Regions from separate parts of the Drosophila melanogaster genome. Here region 2 is linked to region 1. Evidence: chromatin contacts called from public HiChIP or PLAC-seq data. All regions are on one chromosome and are shown on one strand. The core of a region is the stretch at or near the end of the contact, and the rest is flanking DNA. Distances in the headings are between cores, read along the strand shown. Region 1 holds the start of wor (worniu). Region 2 holds the start of lncRNA:CR44974 (long non-coding RNA:CR44974).

Evidence for each region. HiChIP or PLAC-seq counts read pairs in DNA pulled down with a chosen protein or histone mark.
Region 2: a Psq HiChIP or PLAC-seq map of the Kc167 cell line shows a contact between it and region 1, with 6 times the contacts expected there. The contact joins the promoter of lncRNA:CR44974 here to the promoter of wor in region 1. A contact is called at or near these places in 2 of 107 Hi-C or Micro-C datasets (the Kc167 cell line and wing imaginal disc) and 2 of 6 datasets of contacts at active chromatin or transcription factors (both in the Kc167 cell line).

The regions. Positions count from the first base shown.
Region 1 is chr2L:15,424,237-15,427,066 of dm6, reverse strand. wor (worniu) reads left to right here and starts at 1,487. Exons shown (of 2, transcript NM_057253.4): 1 at 1,487-1,724; 2 at 1,787-2,830. The coding sequence starts at 1,637.
Region 2 is chr2L:15,744,744-15,747,585 of dm6, reverse strand. It overlaps lncRNA:CR44974 (long non-coding RNA:CR44974), which reads right to left and starts at 1,329. Exons shown (of 2, transcript NR_124289.1): 1 at 1,126-1,329; 2 at 586-1,067. All of the region lies in intron 1 of CycE (Cyclin E), which reads left to right.

The DNA of each region.
Region 1 (2,830 bases), core at 238-2,737:
TAACGTCCAAAACTGCAATTCCACCACCATCACCGGCTTTATTCCGACGAAGGTTGTCTGGTGATGCCGTGGATTTTGGGGTGGGACCACTGCGCCAGGTAGATTTGCACGAACCTCTCTCTTTTGGCGCATTCCAAGGCACTCAGCTCCGTTCGGAAAAATAAAGCCAGGTAACTGTCCGGGCACATGCCCATTTTGGGGTGGATTGGAGGTCGCTGGCAGATGGCGGGATTCTTTAATATCGGGAATTGAAATTTCATGGCCGTTAGGGGGTTATTTCTGCCGAGTGCACCGATACACGAGGAGGCGGAGAACCGGAACAATACTCTGGGAAAGGTTGATTTACCTTAGATCTGCGCGCTGTTTGTCCTGGTGATTAATATTTTTGTGGACGTCTAAGTGGGTACATTGCATTGTAGCTTGGCTCGATTTAATGGCGGAGCCAATGTCACGTGCTGATCCTACTCAGCTGCCAGCCGGAGAGGATCGCTCCGATAAGGATCAATTGGAATCCTAAGTGCTTCTTTTCTTCTGTAACAGCGTGCGATTTTATACAACAAATGAAAAGCTTTGAAAGAGAAAATAGAACAACTTTCCTGTACCTTTATTGTAATATCTTCTATCTTAATGATTTTAATTGAGAACGTTTTAATTATTATGGTATTTAAATATTTGGGCATAATTTCCTAAGTCGAGCCCCTGAAAAATCTTCACACTCTCCGATCAGCAAAGTCAGCCGAATATGTGATCGTTTAAGCTCAGCTCAGAAAAATTTGAATAGTAAACATAATAAGAAGCTTAAGAAAACACAGCTGAATTATCCTCCGAATAGCACAGAAAGCTATCTCTTAAGTTCGTGGGACGACTGACAGTTGGAACAAGAGCGCCCCAAAGAGCGAAGAGAGTTGAAAATTGTGGGGTACGAAACTTCTCTTGGTGGGGCTCCAAAGAGCATGCTCACCTGCTCACGAAGAGCAAACGTCCATTAGGCTTATATACAAAGCGATCGTGTGAGGCGGACCCGAAAGAGGCTTATAAATAAACTTGATCGGGTATATAGCAATAGCAAGCTCGCCACCAGCTGCCGCTCACTCATACCATTGAAATTCAGGGGAAATACGAGCTGAACCAGAGAGGCAGCTGGTGGCGATCGGCGAGTGGAACGGAGAGAGTCCCTGTGGCACGTGCTCGCTTTTTACACACAGATTTGTTCCTCTCGTCTCCAGGTCCCTCCCTCTCTCAACGATTCTCTATATGGCAGTGGTACCCCCGGACTGCCCGATCTGCAGCTGTATCTGCGTTCAATGAACGCACAGCTGTGGCTCGATCGCTGAATGGATCTTTTGGCTCGTGGTTCGGGGTGGATTTACAGAATCCCGGGCGACATCGGAAGTAGGTAGACGCCAAGATCCTTTTTGCCCAGGGGGTTGATCATCCTGCCAGGGGGTTGATCGGGAGTCTATAAAACCGGACTGATCCTTGCCGGGTTGCATCATTCGAGCAAGGAACTCCAAGCGATCGAGACGCGTGTGGCGAAAGCAAATGAGTGAGCAGTGATTTAAGTTCAAGGATCGGTATTAAATACAAAATCGAAGATCAGTGATCAGTAACCATAAGGAATAATAACATAGCAACCATGGATAAACTCAAGTACAGCCGCTGCCCGCTCAAGAAGCGTCCGATAATGGTGGAGGAGTCCAGCCCAGAGGATCACCTAAGTCATGGTAGGTTTAAGGCTACGGAAGTGATTTACAGGCATATTTTAACTTTATGCTGATTTCAACAGATGAAGGACCAGTGGACTTGAGTGTGGCCTCGGCTGCAGTGCCTATGGAGCCCCATTGGATGGCTAAATCCGAACCGGAACCTCAGCCGGTGCCCACGGAATTGAGGCGCCGCTTCGATGCAGCCATGAATCAGACCAAGGAGCAGTTGGCCCGTCGCATTTGGGAGGAAACCCGTGAGATAGCCCGCGCTTTTCCGGATGTCTTCACCCGGGAGGAAATCGCCAAGAGTCTTGCTCGCCTGGGTTACGGCGAGTTCGAGTTGCCACCTGAGGAGGAAGTAATGGAGCCGGAGCCGGAACCAGAACAGCATCTGCCTCTTCGATATACAAGAGATGCTAGCCCAACCATCATCAAGGCTGAACCCTCTGATGAGGAACAATTTCCCCTGCGAAACTACAATAACAACCTACTCAAAAGCATAGCCGAGTATGAGGACTGTATGAAAATGCAGAACATCAAAGAGGAGATACCTCCGATTCCATCACCCCAGTTGTTCTATCCACCCCCGACTCCACTGGCCGAACCGGAGGACCTATCCGTAACCCAGAGGAGAGTGCTGAGCGAAAACATGAATCTGCAGAATGTGGCCAGAGCTTTGCTGAGCATGCAACACATGGCTCCGCAACATGCGCCGCCTCCGATAGACATGGAAGAGGATCAGGAGAATCAGGACATCAACCAGCTGAAGATCAAGAGCAGCAATGATCTGTACTACCAGTGCCAGCAGTGCAACAAGTGCTATGCCACCTATGCAGGATTGGTAAAGCATCAACAAACGCACGCCTACGAAAGCACCGAGTACAAGATCATTAGAAGCCAGCCTGGAGGATCAGGTGCGATAGTCGACCAAACCGAGTTTTGCACGGATCAAGCTTCGGCTTTGATTCAGGCAGCTAATGTAGCCTCAGCACAGAGCATGCAAAAGCCAGTGGGAGTGCCGCGATACCATTGCCAGGATTGCGGAAAGAGCTACTCCACCTACTCGGGACTCTCTAAGCACCAGCAGTTCCATTGTCCGTCGGCCGAGGGCAATCAGGTGAAGA
Region 2 (2,842 bases), core at 80-2,579, 320 kb before region 1:
GTCAGCAGCGCGCGCCGACGTCGGGTTCCCGCGCGCGGGAAATCATCAAGTTCAATCGATTCTAATTTGGCCGAATTGAACGGGATTTTCGATTTTAGTGAAAAATCAGATTCTGCGAGTTTTGATCTTTCAATTGGTTATAGGCACGCATGGTTTTTCATTTAGCTTACCTGATTTATAAGCGCTCGAAGTTGGTGCCAAAAATGCTCGAATGTTAATCGATGAAAACAACAAAGTGGCAGTGGTTTGTTTGGTTTCAAAGCAGCGTTACCACCTAGTTCGACCTCAGTCATCTTGTCATATGTTATTTGGCTGCAGTTCATAAAAACTACTAGAAAAGCATATTAAACCATGTAATTTCAGGCTTCTGAAGAATAAATAAATAATTAAAATTTTAAAGATTTATGAATACCCTTCAAGATAAATTTATTTTAACCTTGAATTGATTTTGGAGCGCTTTAAAAATATATTAAAAAAAATAGTTTCATATTAAAATTTAAATATTTATTTTCTGAAGGTCATATTTGAATTAAAATTGGCATATGACATAGAAATAAATCTTAGGTATTTATATATAACCACGATATATCCGACTAAATCCGCCCTTCTGGCATCCTCGTCAGCTGTTTTTCGACCACCCAGCTGACTGGACGTCGAACCTCCAATTGTAGTCTGACTAGCCTGTTGGGGACTGGGGACTCCAATTGCAGACTCCATTCAATAAAATGCCAAGCTTGCCACCAGCGGCTTCATCGCCCCGTCTCGCTTTCTCACGCTCTGTTCTTTGCGCTGGAGATGCTCGCCCCATCTCCGTCCCTCCCCTAGAGTACAACAAAGTTGCCCCCTGTGTTTGTTGCATTTTTTGGCGCTTCGGATCCGCCTGTTTTGGCGCGTTCCTCATGCACACTCGCCGCAGTCGACGTCGCTGCTTTTGATACCCAGTTCCACCAATTTTTTTTTCGGTTCCAAAGCGATCACTTTGCTGCCGCCGCTCCGCTGCTCGTGAAGTTTTTTCGTGGCCGGCGACGACGACGACGAAAAACTCTCGAAAAACGTTGTTCAATTCCCTTTAAGAAAAACAAGTGAAAACACCGGGGATATTATGTTAAGCATTTTTCCGCTTACTAGAAGGTAAAACCAATTGCACAATGGTTTTAGTGGATAAAAGGCAATACGTTATTCAGAGTGGAATAAAATTTATGACGCGTGTGCGGTGACAAGTGTGTGTGGAACAGTGAAGGAAAGAGCGGGAGAGAATGCTGCGTTTGCCGTCGTGTCTTTGCATTTTTTGCTACAAATACAACATCCTCTTATAAGAAAATTGACACGCTGTAGGATTTAACCGTTGCTTTCTGATTGGCAAGAGACGGGGTGTCCAACTACAAATTGTCTCCCCCACACAGTGTTTTAGTGTTCCCCCTATAAGGAAAAGTGTCCTATTAGAATTAAACCGTTATCCAATGGGAACAAATTGGAAAATCCTATGAAATAAATGAAAGCTTCTAATCACGTCTAAAAGTGCACTGAGTTTCTAATGCGTAACGGGAGTTCAGTGAACTATTACAGCTTTTCTTACTATAGAAGGCTTGAGATGCAGCTTATGGTTTACCCTGCTGTTTGGGCCAACTTTCTAATCTTTCTCCCGCCCGAATTGCACTTTTTCCCGCCATTCGCATAGATTTTGGGCGGTAAAACAAAACTGCCCCAGCCCAAACGCCTAATTCGCGCCACTTTGCGTTTCTCCATTCTTTTCCCATGCTCATTTCATTTTTATACGCTTCCTCCAATGACACACACACAAGCACAAACTTGGAAGAAATGCGCTCGCTAAGAGAGAGAGTAAGCTCTCTTTCTCTCGCTCTCTTCCGTTTTATTCCAATCAGAACAGCGAGTCAAGTTATTTTCCCCTTCCCAACACCAACAACAAACAAAAACGTTTTAGTACTGCGCTCTAAAACGGAAAAAAAGAGAGCATTTGACTGCGACGTCGAAAAAATTCGGAAAATCGCCGATCAGTCGACGGACCTTTCGAAAACTTGACGAACACGAAGCAGAGGTTCAAAGCAAAATGGAGTAAACGAGTGAAGAACAAAATAATGAATTATGTCAAAAGTGGCGCAAATATCTTTGGTACACGAAGAAAAAGATTGGTAGTGGCATTTAGCCCTTACCCACAATCTACGTACATACATATGTATGTATGTTTACATATGTAGAATTAATAATAGTATTTTAATTATTGTAAAATCGTGGTTATATTTATTTTTGTGAGTAGTTACTCTATGTACGTGCTCCCAACCAATGAGTGAGCGAGATAGACTGCCAAGTGGAGAATGGAGTTCATTGATATTTCTCGGCGTTTTGCTTTCGCTTCCCCTTCGTCTCCACCTTGCTTCGCGCCATCTTCGTTCTTTCCTCTTCTCCTCTGCTTCCATTTACCTGCCACATTCATTTTGTTGTTGTTTTCTTCGCAATTTTTGCTTTCTTCTTTATTTTTTGCATTCTTTTGACGTTTTTTAGTTTGCGTGTTCGCTTTTTGCGCCGTTAAACTTTTGGAGCGATCGCGGCGGGGGTGTGCGTGGGGGGTGGGTGGTGTATTGTTGATGGGGTGGATTTTTGTATACTTAATTTTTCGATTATGTCATGATCGTGCCGAAAATCAGCCGCTTATGTTTAGATTTGGCCAGTTTAAACCATGGGGAAATAAATTGTTTTTCTTAGAAGTGATTTTGAAAAAAGTAAGAGCATCAAGTTTTTGATGATTCAGTGTCGTGAATTTTGTATATTTTCCCAACATTTTCTTTTGTTTGACCCACCTAAACACTCCTTATATGATCTATTC